Linked DNA regions of Mus musculus: regions 2 and 3 are each linked to region 1. A link is a contact called in public HiChIP or PLAC-seq and promoter capture Hi-C data. All regions are on one chromosome and are shown on one strand. Each heading gives the region's core, a stretch centred on a gene start, on an enhancer-like site or on the middle of the called end of the contact. The rest is flanking DNA. Distances are from core to core; before and after follow the strand shown. Region 1 holds the start of Aadat (aminoadipate aminotransferase). Region 2 holds the start of Sh3rf1 (SH3 domain containing ring finger 1). Region 3 has its middle 21 kb from the start of Sh3rf1.

Region 1 (2,773 bases), core at 170-2,669:
GCTCCCTGCCATGATGGCCAAAGAATCTAACCCAGCAGAACAGTGGACACTGAATCGAATGTTTTCTAAGTTGCCTTGGTCATGGTGTTTTATCAAGACAATATTTAAACTTAACTAAAACACAGAAAAGTCTGCATAGAAAACGCAGCAAGCTTTTTTTTTTTTAAAGAATCTTTATTTCATGATTTGATGGTCTTAGAGTCTATGCCTCGTGCTCTGTCTTCAGAGTGTACGAGTGCAGGAAGAGGCTGGCCTCCAACACTGAGAAGTCAGGCTATCTGTGGCACGTATTATTTTTAGAGTCAGAATGGTTATAACTCCAAAGCCCCTCTTGCCAGCCCGAGGACCATCCTCTTGGATGCAAAGTCCTTGCCTGACACAGCTAGTTTAAGCTACAGTGGTCAAATAAAGCTGACACCTCAAACGTCATGAGATGTCCTGTTCCCAGGGACAAGCTTGAACCCTGAGTTTTCAGCTGTTCTTTATTAATTTTGGAATTCACTCACTATATGGCCCAGGCACCTCAGCTTCCAAAAGTACTCCTTGAGCGATTCATTCACCGCTCCCTCCTTTAAATAACTGTGAACTTAAGACAGTTTCTCTTTGTATGGTCATCAACCAGGTAATTTCATACTCGATAATCGCTTTATCTTCACCATACCCAACACACTTTCAACCGAGCACTTACACAGTGGAAGCTTTGGAACTCAGTGGGAGAAGAGGCTGAGAATCGAGGAGACTGCAGATTTAGTCTTCAAATTTGGGGTTGGGAGTAACTATCCCCACTTACTCTACCGGGCTTCTACTTTGTAAAGTTACCTGAATTCATCTGGGTCCCCTTGAAGATTTGGGGGGTGGGGGTGAGAGAGGGAAGGGAAAGAGAGACAGAAAGGGACAGAGAGATAGAGAGAGACAGGGAGAGACAGAGAGACAGACACCTTGATACTGAGAAACAAGGCTAAGCACCTATTATAATGCCTGCTGCAATGGAATAAAACTACCACCAGAGGGTACTAAAGGACCAGGATCCTGAGATACCATCAGCTTCCAGAGGCTCATTTCAAAGATCTGAAGGGGAGGGTTTGGGGGGCTGGCCAATAGCAAAGCTGTGCTGCGAGGCTCTGAGCAGTTGCGAGACTCTGAGCAGCAAGGTCAAGAATCCACGCTGCGTTTATGTGAATTCGGGCACCGATCCCTGTTGTTATCGTGCATCACAGCAGGGCCTAGCGGTTTTCGTCTCTCCAAGCCCATCCCTGACCAGTGACTTGGGCTGCCTGTGGTCAGCTGCCATAGGCCGGCCGGCGGGGCGGGAGAGGGCACCCGGGTCAGCCACTGCCCCTCTGTGGATGGACTTTGTCCCTTCTGCCTCCTGACCCGGGTCTATTTAGATCTCAGACACCTACCGCAGCCGGTAGGCAGGCAGATTGGGTGGCACTACACAGGGACAGCTAACAGTGCATCCCGAGTGACTGGCTTTCTGAATCCTGCTCCACGCGACCAGCAGAGACATGAATTACTCACGGTTCCTCACTGCAACGAGCCTGGCCAGAAAGCCATCTCCCATCAGAACTACAGGTGAAAAACAAAGCCAGAGCCCTCCCTGCTCTGCAAGAGTGGAGTTTTCTTAGCGGAAGCTCTGCATGGTGCCCTGTTTTGGCGCTCACCGCTAGGGTTTGTGCCCATTCATTCAAGTGTGAAGACAACCTGTGAGCATTAGTGAAGGAGGAGTTATTTAACTTTTGTTCACTAAGAGCTTGGCTTGGAAGGCAAGGCAAGGCAGTGAGTATTTTTGCTGAGGTGTTGGAGATGAGCCAAAGGGCCAAGCATGAGGCACATCTTTCAAGCCAGCTGTAGAGAAAGGCTCTTAAAGGACTGGGGAATGGGACCCAGAGGTGGAGTTGGGACACACACAGGTATTGGGCAACAGGGAAAAAGGCCTTCTGCTGCTGGGGCCCTCTCCATTTTTCTTCGCCATCTGCATTCTTGGATTCCTCCCCCAGTGAGAAAGTCTAGAAAAATTTACTTTGTATTTATTTCAGACTAGCATTCAGTCTTAGCCCAGTATGCTGCTTTGTCAGACTAGAGGAGAGGAGTGGTAATTTAATAAACAGCAAGAATGTTCTGTCGGCTCTGGAGACTGCCATGCCCAACATCAGGTACCCAGTGAGGACAAATCCAAATAAATGATGCTTCTCGCTGCAGCTCGGTCTCTTCTGTAAGAACACTAATTCCATTTCTGACGGCAGAGTTTTTAATGATCTAATCCCATCTTTAATATAGCATATCAAGTACTAGAGTCGAGTATAGGACTTGGTCAGGGACATTAATGTTCAGACCACAGGACGGTGGACACATTTTTTTTCTTCTTTTTGTGTTTATCATAGCGGACATACTGAGCAAAGCACCAAAAACCCTCATCTCCCTGGCTCCTGGATCTCCAAACCCGAGCATGTTCCCCTTTAAGTCAGCTGCCTTCACTGTGGAAAACGGAAGCACCATCCGGTTTGAAGACGACTTGATCAAAAGGGCCCTCCAATACTCTCCAAGCTATGGGTAAGTAAGTGACCAATAGACGGTAGAATTCTATTGGTTCATTTTTAAATGCCATTGATGATGTGACTGAGATCTTTTGTTAATGGGGTGTACAATGACTGGGGAAGTTGGGAGAAGACTTTAAAATATTAAAAGCAAAATCAGTACTAAATGCTTCACACACCCCAGTGATGAGCTTTCAACCTTAAGTGACTGGGAGAGCCAGAGAAACATCTACAAG
Region 2 (2,773 bases), core at 101-2,600, 720 kb after region 1:
TTGCCTTTTTCAGCTCAATATAAACACATACTTGTTCTCCCTCTAACGGGAAAGGAAGTGGGCAATTATTTTTGGTATTCATACAGTCTAAGTCTCAGCATATTAATCTCTTTAGAACAAAGCTGGGAAGGATGACATAGAGAGCTGCTGTGAGGATGGAATTAATACGTTTAAGAGTTTAGTACGGTGCCTGGCTTAAAATGACTGATGATTGCTACTTGCTATAATTTTATTTTCTTAACTTGAATGATACTCACTTATCTATTTATTATTATGACTTAGCTGTGGCTCTGGTTGGAGATGAACTGATAACCCGAGATTCCTTTTCAATTCCTTATCAGCTTGGTTGGTGGCCTGGCAAGAATTTCATACACGATCTCTCTTGTGAAGTTACTTTTGGTAAACTGACAGTAAGTATAAATGAATCACACTCTTTGACAACATTTAACGCGTCTCTGAAATAAGTTTGACAAACAAGCCTACACACACACACACACACACACCCTTGGACACCCCTTTTTGCAAGCCCACATTTCAGAGAATACAGGTGTGTGCCCGGGGCAACAGAAACAGATTACAGAGATGATGATGATGGCTGCCTCCAAGGCGCAGATAAAAGAGGTATCCCCTAGCCAGCTTCAAGGCGCCGGCCCACCTGGGTCAGACTTTGAATTCACCCCATTTTAGGCAGGTAGGAAGAACCTCCCCAAGACTGGCTTTAATCTCCCACCTGTTTTTCTAGTTTTTTTTTTTTTCTTTTCCCTTTCTCATTCTGAATTTTAGGATCCGCATTTCTCCAAACTTGCTTGGATTTGTCTCCCTTGGCTGCTGCAGTGGGGGCTGATTGCTGGGTGGAAGAGGCGGGCCCCGGGATCCATAGGGTGGTCACTAACCCGGACTCCAGAACTAAGGGGTCTCACTTTGCTCTCTCTATATCCACCCAGGCAGTGTGCACGCCCAGCAAAGCGCGATCGGTTCCCGCCAGAGCCACTCCCTTCCCAGGCCACCGGGAAGAGTCGGTCTCCAGGCACCGGCCAGGCGGAGCCGGAGGCCGGCAGGGCGCCCTTGCCCCAGCCTCTTCCTGGTCCCTCGGCGCCACTCCCACCGCCCTCCTCCTGGGTAGCCCAAATTTGCTCGGGGTGCACGTCCTCGGGGCGTGAAGGCGCGGGTCCCCGAGCCTTCCTCCCGCTAAGTGCGTCCCCGAAGCTGCCGCCCGCTGGGGGCTCCAGCGCGGGTCCCCGAGCGGCGGGCGGCGCTGTGGTGCGTCCCTCCGGTCCCCGGGCGCCCGCTGCGCGCTGCCTCCGCCTCCTCCTCCTCCTTGGCGGCGTCGCGTTCCCCCGCCCTCCTTGCTGGGCGGGTGGGAGGCGGCGGCGGCGGCGTGCTGTGCGAGCGCGCGCGAGGGGGGCGGCCGTGAGGAGGCTCCCGGTGCCACCGCGGCGGCCGAGCCACACGGGCAGCGGGCTCGGCGGGGCTGCATCTACCAGCGCTGCGGGGCCGCGAACAAAGGCGAGCAGCGGAGGCGCGAGGTAGGGTGCGCGGCGAGTCGGAGACGCCGGGCGCGGGGTGGTGGCCGGTGGTCGCCCGCATCCCAGTGGTGCGCGCGGGTCGGTCCCCGCGCTTCCCCTTTGGGTCTCCGGGACCTGCCGGGAACGAGCCCCGCGGCCTCTCTCGTCTCTTCCGAAGCCTCTGCCGGGCCTTGGGGCCGCTCTCTCCCCGGACACAGCCGGGTCCCTTCTGCCTCTGGGGTGGCAGTCTCCGGGGACTGTCGCTGAGCTCATCCCCGCGGGGTCGCTAGTCTGCTTCCCGCCGCACTCAGTGGCGCTGACTTTGGCCAACTTAAGGCTGCATCTTTATTTTTCTTTAAGTCCTTGAAAACTTCCACCGATCGGTGTTGGGCAATTTTTTTTTTGTCCTGGATTTGACCTAAAGGGAGGCTGAGAGGAGGCAGCTGGGTGAGATTCCCTGTTTCTGGAGCTACCCGGCCGCAGCCTCAGCTCCTAGGACCATCTCTGTCCCCGGCTGGCGACACCTGGCTCTGGGGTGTGTTTGTGGCGAGCACCACGCCAAGGGGTTGGGGGCTACCTGTGCCCCACCGTGGGAAGAGGGGCGTACCCTGGCTCTCCCCAGAACCGACTAGTCAGGAACAGCTGTTAATGTAGCCTCCAAATCCTTTCACCCCCTCCCCACCTAGGCATCTACATTGGTTGGGGTGGTGGTGGTGGTGGGGACAGCGATGCACCAACTGGCTTCAAATACTCTTTCTCCTGAGGGGGCCGTTTTTCAGATGTACCCAGAGTTTTAAGCCTAGCATTCATTCCATCGTCGAATTTTGGTGAACATTTTACTAGATTTTTCTGAATGGGATTAAGACAAGCGGTTCAGAAATCTGTTTCAGAGTTTGTCAGCCATGCCGGAAAGGGTGATTTTTCTTGTAGCTATTTTCAAGCAGGTTTTGGCTATATCTTTTAGAATTGCCGACCATCAGCTCTGGGGGGTGGGGGGTGGGGGGCCTTAGATAAGATTAAGCTGTCTGTTCTCAGACAGGGAAGACACATATGTATTTAATATTGGGATCATTCACCCAGGGCAAGGCTTCTTAAATGATAACGGTGGCTTAAAAATTGGGAAGGTCGTTGGACTTAAAAGTATTGTTTTAGATAGAGGAAACTTCCAGTCGGTTTTGCTTAGGTTCTCCAATAAGTTGAGAACTTCATTAGGCAGCCGATATCGGTCTTTTATTGCTTTTTCATAAATCCTGTTTATTGCTTGCTAG
Region 3 (2,773 bases), core at 121-2,620, 700 kb after region 1:
CCCTTGCCCTCTTCTTGCTTCGGAGGAGACAGAGGTATAATTCCAGTCGTTCTCCTGTATAAATAAAGTTGCTTTCCCTCCCTGGCTTCTTGAAGGATTTTAAAAACCCAACAATTCCTGATGTTCTAAACTCTAAAGGCTACGATGCCCAGGTGTAGTTTTTCTGCTTGTTTGGGTTTATCCACTTCCTGCCCCCTGAGCTTCCCAGATGTGTAATTTTGTGTCTGACATCAATTTGGGGGAATTTCTCAGTCATAACTGCTCTGCTCCTTTCATTATTCTCGGGGCGGGTGTGCCTGTTGCCTGTGTGTCACAGCCTTTGAAACATCTGTATACTCCTGGATACTCTGCTCTGGGCTTCTCTGCAGTACTCCCCTTCCCTCATTTGCTTCTCAGTTTGGGATCTTTTGACTTAGAGAGATCCTCAAGCACGGAGCTCCTTCCATTCTCTGTGTTCAGTCCGCTAATGAGCCCATCAAAGACATTCTTCGCTTGTTACAATGTTACAATCCTTTTGGTTTCCACTACTTATTTTAGTTCTTAGGATTCTCACCTCTGCCTAAATTGCCCATCTAGTCCTGCAGCGTCTATTTTGTCTACTATGCGCCTTAGCATATTTGAAATGGCTTATTTAGTTACTGTCTTTTCTTTTGAGACTGAGTCTTACTCTGTAGCCCAGGCTGGCCTTAAAGACTCCATGTAGTCCAAGCTAGCACTGGGCTTACTTTGCCTTGTCACCATGTGCTTTTGCCCTTTCGTATTTATCATAATTATTTTTAATCAATGTACTGGGTTAAAAGGACTGCTATCAGGTCATGAGGTAGCATGGCATGAGGTTGGAAAGCGTTCTACAGTTCCATGACTGGGACTTAGTCTTGAATGTCTTGTGTGCTTCTGAGCTCCCCTGCCCCTTGGGCAGGGGGAGATGGCTACAGCAGGCTGCAGTTGGGTATTTCCCTGTCATGGGCTAGTCAGGCTCTAACAAAACCTCAGCTGCTGTACTCTGGCTAGACCTGTTTCCCAAAGGCAGGCTTGCTAAGACCACTCCCCTTGTGGTATTTTGAAATATTTCTTTCCCTTCCCCCACAGAGGCTCAAGGAGATTTTCTCTGGTCCACAGGGTGCTGGCTTTGTTGAGCTTCAAGAGTGGACTCAGTTTCCCCTGAGTCTTTCATGCTCTGACTTGCTCACATAGAACTTCCAGCAGCTTGTCAATTATAGCTCAGGTTTTCCTATCCTGGTTCTTGCACAGATATGAGCTTGGCGGTTTTCTTTTCTTTCTCCAATTTTGGGGTGGTGTGGGGGAGTGGCTTGCTGATGACTTCATATCTCCTAGAAGGAGACTCTGACTTTCATTTGCTTAGTTTGCTGCTTACACAGAGTGGCAATCCCAGGATGTCTATACTCTAGACTGGATGTTTTCCTTTGCTTTGCTTTAGCTGAAATGAATGTAGGCAAGTGGACTCTCGAGCTTTGAAGGAGCTCTTCTGAAACCCAAGAGGTCCGAATTTGAGCAGGATTTATTGATTGGCCCGTTACACAAGTCTTATCTCAACTTTCAGAAACTGGTTTAACTTCAACTTGACCCAGAGTTTGGAACTGAATAGGTTATATTCTGAGTGAGGGCCTGGTGTGGGTCCTGGACAATCTGATTACATCTTATCTGGAAGCTGGCCTGGAGGGCTCCGGTCGCTTGTCTTTTATCTTCTTATTCCTGGATCCATCCACTTTCCCCACATATGCCATTTAATCTTTGAAACACTCTCTCCTGCAACTCTACCTGTGTGCTCCAGCTTGGCCTGGCTCCTCCCTGGGTCAGCTGCCCAGCTGGGTACTCTGGAGCTGCTGTGCCCTGAGATATTTGGTTTGACACAATCATTTTCAGATGCCACATGCTCTTTCTTGTTTTGGTCCATTGCTCATTTAAGCACATCTTCACATACTTCTTCAGAGGGAAAAAACAAATGAGAATTAGGTATGCTGGTGTATGTCTGAAATTCTAGAACTAGAGAGGCTGAGGCAGGAGGATTGTGAGTTTGAGATCAGGGGGGGCTACATGGGGAGACTCTGTTTCAAAAGTAGATACAAAAATATTTTAGAGGGCTGAAGGGATGGCTCAGTGGCAAAGAGCATTTATTGCTGCTGCAGAGGGTATGGGTTCTATTGCCAGGACCCACATGGTGGCTCACAGCCATCCATAACTCCAGTTTCAGAGGCATCTTATTCTGGTCTCCATGAGCACCTGTACACATGTGCCTAAACCCCACAGGGCTATATACGTACAATTAAAAATAATAGAAAACAAAACTTTTTAAAGGTCTGCAGTTTTAGAACTACTAAGATTGCCCAACTCCCACCTTAATCTATAGATTATCTGATTATAGACACAACAATACATTTCCTATTGTTTTCTTTCATCTGCTTGATGTGGACATCAGTGACTCTTCCTCCAATCAAAGTCATTGTGAAACCATTGTCAGATGATCCTGGGAGGGCAGGGAAAGGGGATATTATAGCCATGGATGCTGTGAAAGGATAACATGGGAATGGGCTACACCTTGGTATGCTCCAGGCCAGAAAGATGGAGGGTCCAAGAGATGTCTTGAGGCAAAGGTTAGAACTGAGATTACTAGAGAGAGTTTGGCCCATGGGATCTACAGTCAAAAAAAAAAAAAAAGAGACTAGCCTGGCTGACCAGGATGGCCAGCGTTAGCCTGGAGCTATAGAGGACAGCGGGTTAAATTCTAATTCAGAAAAGAGATTGATAATTCTTT

What was found. Promoter capture Hi-C pulls out the DNA fragments that hold promoters and counts their contacts. HiChIP or PLAC-seq counts read pairs in DNA pulled down with a chosen protein or histone mark.
Region 2: an H3K27ac HiChIP or PLAC-seq map of embryonic stem cells shows a contact between it and region 1, with 5 times the contacts expected there. The contact joins the promoter of Sh3rf1 here to the promoter of Aadat in region 1. A contact is called at or near these places in 4 of 39 promoter capture datasets (embryonic stem cells, hippocampal neurons, pre-B cells and 1 more), 2 of 484 Hi-C or Micro-C datasets (both in embryonic stem cells) and 4 of 115 datasets of contacts at active chromatin or transcription factors (bone marrow-derived macrophages, embryonic stem cells and pro-B cells).
Region 3: a contact with region 1 is called in a promoter capture Hi-C map of the C10 cell line, with 4 times the contacts expected there. The contact joins the enhancer-like site here to the promoter of Aadat in region 1. A contact is called at or near these places in 4 of 39 promoter capture datasets (the C10 cell line, hippocampal neurons, pre-B cells and 1 more), 1 of 484 Hi-C or Micro-C datasets (embryonic stem cells), 1 of 115 datasets of contacts at active chromatin or transcription factors (embryonic stem cells) and 2 of 9 other capture datasets (adipose tissue and macrophages).

Annotation. Positions count from the first base shown.
Region 1 is chr8:60,504,705-60,507,477 of GRCm38.p6, forward strand. It overlaps Aadat (aminoadipate aminotransferase), which reads left to right and starts at 1,420. Exons shown (of 13, transcript NM_011834.2): 1 at 1,420-1,575; 2 at 2,385-2,553. The coding sequence starts at 1,509.
Region 2 is chr8:61,222,821-61,225,593 of GRCm38.p6, forward strand. Sh3rf1 (SH3 domain containing ring finger 1) reads left to right here and starts at 1,351. Exons shown (of 12, transcript NM_021506.2): 1 at 1,351-1,526.
Region 3 is chr8:61,202,236-61,205,008 of GRCm38.p6, forward strand. No RefSeq gene overlaps it. Among named protein-coding and RNA genes, the nearest start is that of Sh3rf1, 21 kb to the right of the region's middle. Within about 2 kb of position 1,371, at least 5 of the 459 cell types and tissues checked have an H3K27ac peak or open chromatin away from gene starts, as enhancers often do.